2 separate regions of the Oryctolagus cuniculus genome follow, and region 1 is linked to region 2. The links are chromatin contacts, called in public Micro-C maps. All regions are on one chromosome and are shown on one strand. Each heading gives the region's core, a stretch centred on a gene start, on an enhancer-like site or on the middle of the called end of the contact. The rest is flanking DNA. Distances are from core to core; before and after follow the strand shown.

The links. Hi-C and Micro-C count contacts between places; a contact is called where the count stands out from the background.
Region 1: a contact with region 2 is called in a Micro-C map of ear pinna, with 2.3 times the contacts expected there. The contact joins two enhancer-like sites. A contact is called at or near these places in 3 of 6 Hi-C or Micro-C datasets (ear pinna, embryonic fibroblasts and skin fibroblasts).

The regions. Positions count from the first base shown.
Region 1 is chr11:59,823,751-59,826,450 of mOryCun1.1, reverse strand. LRP1 (LDL receptor related protein 1) reads right to left here. Exons shown (of 89, transcript XM_051832985.2): 30 at 2,631-2,700; 31 at 2,439-2,533; 32 at 2,139-2,288; 33 at 1,913-2,053; 34 at 1,367-1,501. Among named protein-coding and RNA genes, the nearest start is that of NXPH4, 31 kb to the left of the region's middle. Within about 2 kb of position 1,305, at least 1 of the 8 cell types and tissues checked has an H3K27ac peak or open chromatin away from gene starts, as enhancers often do.
Region 2 is chr11:59,756,331-59,759,030 of mOryCun1.1, reverse strand. No RefSeq gene overlaps it. Among named protein-coding and RNA genes, the nearest start is that of STAT6, 12 kb to the right of the region's middle. Within about 2 kb of position 1,435, at least 1 of the 8 cell types and tissues checked has an H3K27ac peak or open chromatin away from gene starts, as enhancers often do.

The sequences.
Region 1 (2,700 bases), core at 56-2,555, 68 kb before region 2:
TCACACCGCTCTTCTCTGCTTCCTCTTTGGTATCTTCCCCCCAGCCATCGCCCCTGACCCAAAGGTGTCTGAGACCCAGAGCCTGGCGCTGCTGAAGAAAGTCCTCCTGGCTAGAGGGCGAGTGCCTGCAGGACCTCTCACGGACATGAGGGGGCAGCAGAGACGCGGCTTTCTCTCCCCTCACTTGGCCCTTACAACACAAGGCGGGCGGCTCCCCACAGAGGCCCTGGGGGAGGCTCAGACAATCAGGATGGGACGTCTCCAATCTAGATTTTCAGCTTGGCACTCCGCCTGACCTTAGCTTCCTCTTTGTCCTCCCTCTGACTGGTCCAGGCCACACCCTCTCTCCAACACCCAGAAACCTTCCCAGCACCTTGCTTGCTGCCAGCCCTCCATTCCCCGCGTAGCCCTAGCCCTCCCTTGCCTTTATCCTCTCATGCAGGTTGGCCCCAAATGAACGCCCAAAGGGGCCCCAGTGAGGGAAAAACCCGAATGCTACAGGCCGTGCTTGCATATTTACTCCTAACGTTGCTTACTAGAAGTGCTTATTTCTAATAGTCTAATGTTCCTGATATTTGAATGCTGGAGTCCGTGCCTGAAGAATTCTTGGTGTGCACGGACACATTCAAGGCTCTGAGAAGTTCTGCGAAGTTCCGCAGCCTCAACGTTGCCTCCCTGCCGTGCCCACATCAAAGGCGGAGGTTCCCAGGGGCCCATAAATCAGTCAACAGGGGCTCGTGAAACGCCTCTGACTCTCAGCCCAGACCCTGCTGCTCACCCTGGGATTACCCCAAAGCCTCCTAACTGGTCTAACTGCCTTGGTTTCTCCTGCTCCCCTGCTGCCGCCAGCTTAATCTTCCCCAAACACCACTTCCAGGCACCACCAGCTGAGAACCCGCAGGAGCCCCGCCCTCCCGACCTCACCGCCTTATCACCAGGACTTTCCCACACCCAGCCCAGCGCTCTGGGCTCAGGGCCCTACGCACAGTCTCCAGCACTGGGCTGGGGCACGGCTTTAGCTTCCCCTTTGTGTGGGCCTAGAACCTTCTCCTGCAGGCCGTGCGTCCCAATGCTACTCATTCTTCCTATAAACCCAGCTCACAGCACACCTCTGCCAGGAGGCTGGCATCTAGCTCCCCAAAACCCTGCTATGGGTGGGCACTGGACAGTCAGAGCCACGCCACGGTCCAGCTTCCCCTCCGTGCTGGCCCCCTGCAGAGCCAGGGACGGGGCTTTCACTCCCTGGGTTTTCCCATGGCGCCCAGCCGCGTGGGGGCTTCTCAGACACCTCACCCAAGGGCGCCGGAGGAATGCAGCATTGCCCGCGGTGTGGGCCAGGGTGGGGGAGCAGAGGCCGCGCACTGACCCTCGCAGGCCTGCTGGCCGCTCCGGAGGCTGTAGCCGGCCGTGCACATGCAAGAGCGCGTCGTCTCCGACGTGGGCAGGCAGAGCTGGGAGCAGTCGCCGTTGTTGACGCTGCAGGGGTTGGTGCCCTCGTGGTCTGGGGGGTGGGGGTGAGAGGCAGACAGAGGGTCAGGGGGCCTTCGGGACGGTCACCACCTTCACCCTGGGCCTGGTGGGGGCTACCACCCACCCCGCTCCCAGGTCTTCTGTCCTCCCAGGGCCGGTGACCAAGGCTGTCATGGGAAGGAGCAAAAGGAGCCCACGGTGGGGGGTGCAGCCAAGGCCTCTCACTTCCGTTCCGGCCCGCTGCCCTGCCCGCTGCCCGCCCTGAGTTCTGGGCCCCACCAGCCCCGCTGCCCCCTCTGAGCTCCGGGCCTGCCCCAGCCCCGCTGCCCGCCCTGAGCTCCGGGCCTGCCCCAGCCCTGCTGCCCCCTCTGAGCTCCAGACCCCTGCCCCAGCCCCGCTGCCCGCTCTGCACTCCAGGCCCCGCCCCAGCCCTGCCGCCTACCGAGCTGGATGCTCTCGTCATAGACCTTCATGTGCATCACCAGCGTGGTGCTGTTGCGCAGGACCACGGCGCCCGAGCCGTCGGCCTTGTTGCAGGTACCCATCTTCTCCGACACCTGATCTGCCCACCACAGCTTGTCCCCTGGGGAGGCAGGAGGCGGTGAGGCCCGCGGAGCCCCAAGGCCGTCATCTGTGCGTGGCCTGCCCTCCCCGCGGCGGGCCCTCACCCATGATGGCCAGGGCGGTGGCCTTGCCCAGCTGGCTGCGCATGGCGTCTATGACCTCCAGGCCGCTGCCGTCCAGGTTGCAGCGGTTGATGGTGTGGTTCCCGGAGCTGATCCAGTAGAGCTTACTCTCAGGGAAGTCGATGGCCAGGCCTGAACCAGGAGGGCGGGGGGCAGGGGTGAGAGTTCGTGGAAGGGGCATCTGGACAGTCACCGAGGTTGGGACGGTGCAAGGGCCCCGCGAGCGTCTCACGCTCGGGGACTTGGGGGAGGGCTACAGGCACAGGCAGGGCAGGCTCCTACCCACAGGGCCCTTCTGGGCGCTGAAGAGCAGGGTGCGGTTGCTGCCGTCCATGTTGGCCATGCTGATGTTGTCACCGTCCGTCCAGTAGAGTTTCCTGCAGGTGGGGCCGACAGTGGCAGCGTCAGGGTCTCCCGCTGCCCACCTGCCCAGCCTCTCCCCCCGAGCCCCCCAGCCCCAGGCGTCGGACCCACCCCCGCAGTGGGTGGACCACCAGGCCGTGAGGCTGCTCCAGGCCCTGCACCACCGCGTTCTTGAAGGAGC
Region 2 (2,700 bases), core at 186-2,685:
TCTTTTTTTTTTTAAAAAAAAAAGGAAGCCAGACATAAAAATATATCCCAGATTAGCACATTTATAGGAATTCTAGAAAATCAGAACCAAGGCAGACATTTGACCCAGCAGCTGAGAGCCAGCATCCCACGTGAGAGTGCCTGGGTTCCACCCCTCCCTCTGGCTCTGGACTCCAGCTCCCTGCTAATGTGCACCTGGGAGGATGCTGTGGGGGTTCTGGTGGTTGGGTTCCTGCCGCTCCCTGCTGAGTTGAGTTCCAGCTCTCAGCTTCCTGGCCCAGGGAGGGGCCGCTGTGGGCATTTGAGTGGGAACTCTCTTCCTCTGTCTGCCTGCCTCTCAAATAAATAAATAAACTTCAAAAAATCAGAATGGTGGTTGTCCCTGAGGATAATGTTCTTTTTTTTTTAATGTATATATATATACTTGAAAGTAAAAGTTACAGAGAAAGGGGGAAAGACACACACAGAGATCTCCCATCATGGTTCACTCCCCCAGATGGATGCGATGGCCAGGGTTCAGCCAGACTGAAGCTGGAAGCCAGGAGCTTTATCTGGGTCTCCCACATGGGTGGCAGGGGCCCAAGCACTTAGGCCATCTTCTGCTGCTTTTCCCAGGTGCATTAGCAGGGAGCTGGATGGAAAGTGGAGCATACAGGATATGAACCGGCGCCTGCATGGGATACCGGCAATGCGTTGAATGTGGCCGCTTCACCTGCTAAGCCACAATGCCGGCCCCGAGGCTTGTGGTAGACCTTGGTAGAAGATTGTGTACCATGCCACAACTGCAGAGCCAGCCAGGACTGGACCCCAGGTGGCCCAGCCCTGGAGGCCATGGTTTTCATCAGCAGCCCAGTTGCCCTGCTGAGGACACGGGGCTGTCGGTGTGGGTGAGATCATGATGGGAGATGAAGAGGGAGCGCACTGAGAGGCAGGAGGAAGACTCAGAGGGACTGTAAGGCTGACCTTCCTCAAGAGTTGATGTCAACATTGAGTCCTGCCAGGGTGCACCAGCATGGGGGTGGCGCCTTACCATTGTTCTTGGCACAGCCGAGCGCCTATGTGAGCCGGGCCATGGCAGCTCCACTGGCGCGGCTGGGAGGAAGCTGGCTAGTGGTATAATGAGGTAAGGAGGGATGGACAGTGCACGACTTTCCCAGGAAGCTTGGCTGCACAGGAGAGAGAGTGAGCGGGCAAGACAGTAATTAGAGGGCTGGAACTTCCTTGCAGAGGCTCAGCCCTGACCACAGCCGGCCCCATGCAGAGACGCTGGACTTCGCCCACCCACCAGGGCTGCTACTTGTCCTTCTGTGAGGTGAAGGTCTGTTGGCCACAGTTATCCTCGGCACAGCCTGAGGGCTCCATGCAGAGCTGAGATCAGCTGACCCCACCATTGCTCATTTCCTGCCGTCCTTGGCAGGCCTTGATGGGCGTCCACCCTTCTCCACTAAACCCAGTGCTTTCTCTTCCTAATTACTCTCGCCCTGCTCCCCACGCCCCTCCCTGCACGAAGCCTGGGGCCATGCTCAGCTCACACTGCCGCTGCCCTTCTGTGCGTGCCTGACACCTGGTTGTCCCCAGGACCTTCTTCCCTCAATGAGTTCACTTGCTTTCCTAAGTGCACATGCTGGTTGGCGATGGGAGCATGGGTGAGCAGCCTGCTCTGGGCTCTCCATATCCTACCATCGTTATGGCGGTGCGAGGCTCAGTTAGGGATGCATTTAGCAGCAAGTAACGGAAGACCTCACTGAAGTAGTGAGGAGTCCTGGAGCAGGTCCAGGAGTGGCTGCTTCGTCAAGGACCTGCCACCTGCTCACATGGACACTCTGTCCTCCAACTGCAACACGGCTACAGCTGTTCCAGCCCTCACAAGTGGAGATTGCACTGAAGAACAACAAAATCTTCCCTGGGAGCCCCCCGAGTCCTGCTGACTGGGACTGACCAGGACTGGGTCAGCAGGCACAGGGATGGAAACACAGTGATTGGCTGGACCCACAAGATTCAGTATGGGAGGGGCCACTGTACAAAATCCAGACTTTGCTAGCGAGGGGAAAGGGCTTGGCAGCTATGTTGGCATCCTCAGTGCTTGTCTTAAAGGTCAGATAAAATCTCTTTCACCTTGCATGAAGACGGAGGGTAACATAGCTTCAGGTGCCAGACTAATTGGATTCAATCTCACTTTGGCCTTGGACAAGTGACCTAAGTGAACTGTGCCACAGCTTCTTCATCTGTAAAAAGAGGGTCACTGGGGGCAAGTGGGATAGCAATTCACATGCCGTTTGGAGGGGCCAGCGCTGTGGCGAAGTAGGTTAAGCCTCCACCTGCAGCACCAGCATCCCATATGGGCTCTGATTTGAGTCTAGGCTCTCCACTTCCAATCCAGCTCTCTGCTAATGCACCTGGGAAAGCAGCAGAAGATGGCCCAAGTGCTTGGGCCCCTGCACCCGCGTGGGAGACCTGAAAGACGCTCCTGGCTTCGGATCTGCCCAGTTCTGGCCATTGCGGCCATCTGAGGAGTGAACCAGCAGATGGAAGACCTTTCTCTCTCTCTCTCTCTCTCTCTCTCTCTCTCTCTCTCTCTCTCTCTCTCCCTCCCTCCCTCTCTTCCTCTCTCTGGCTGTAACTCTGCCTCTCAAATAAATAAGTAAATCTTTAAAAAATGATGCCATTTGGAATTCACACATCCTACATCACAGTGCCTGGT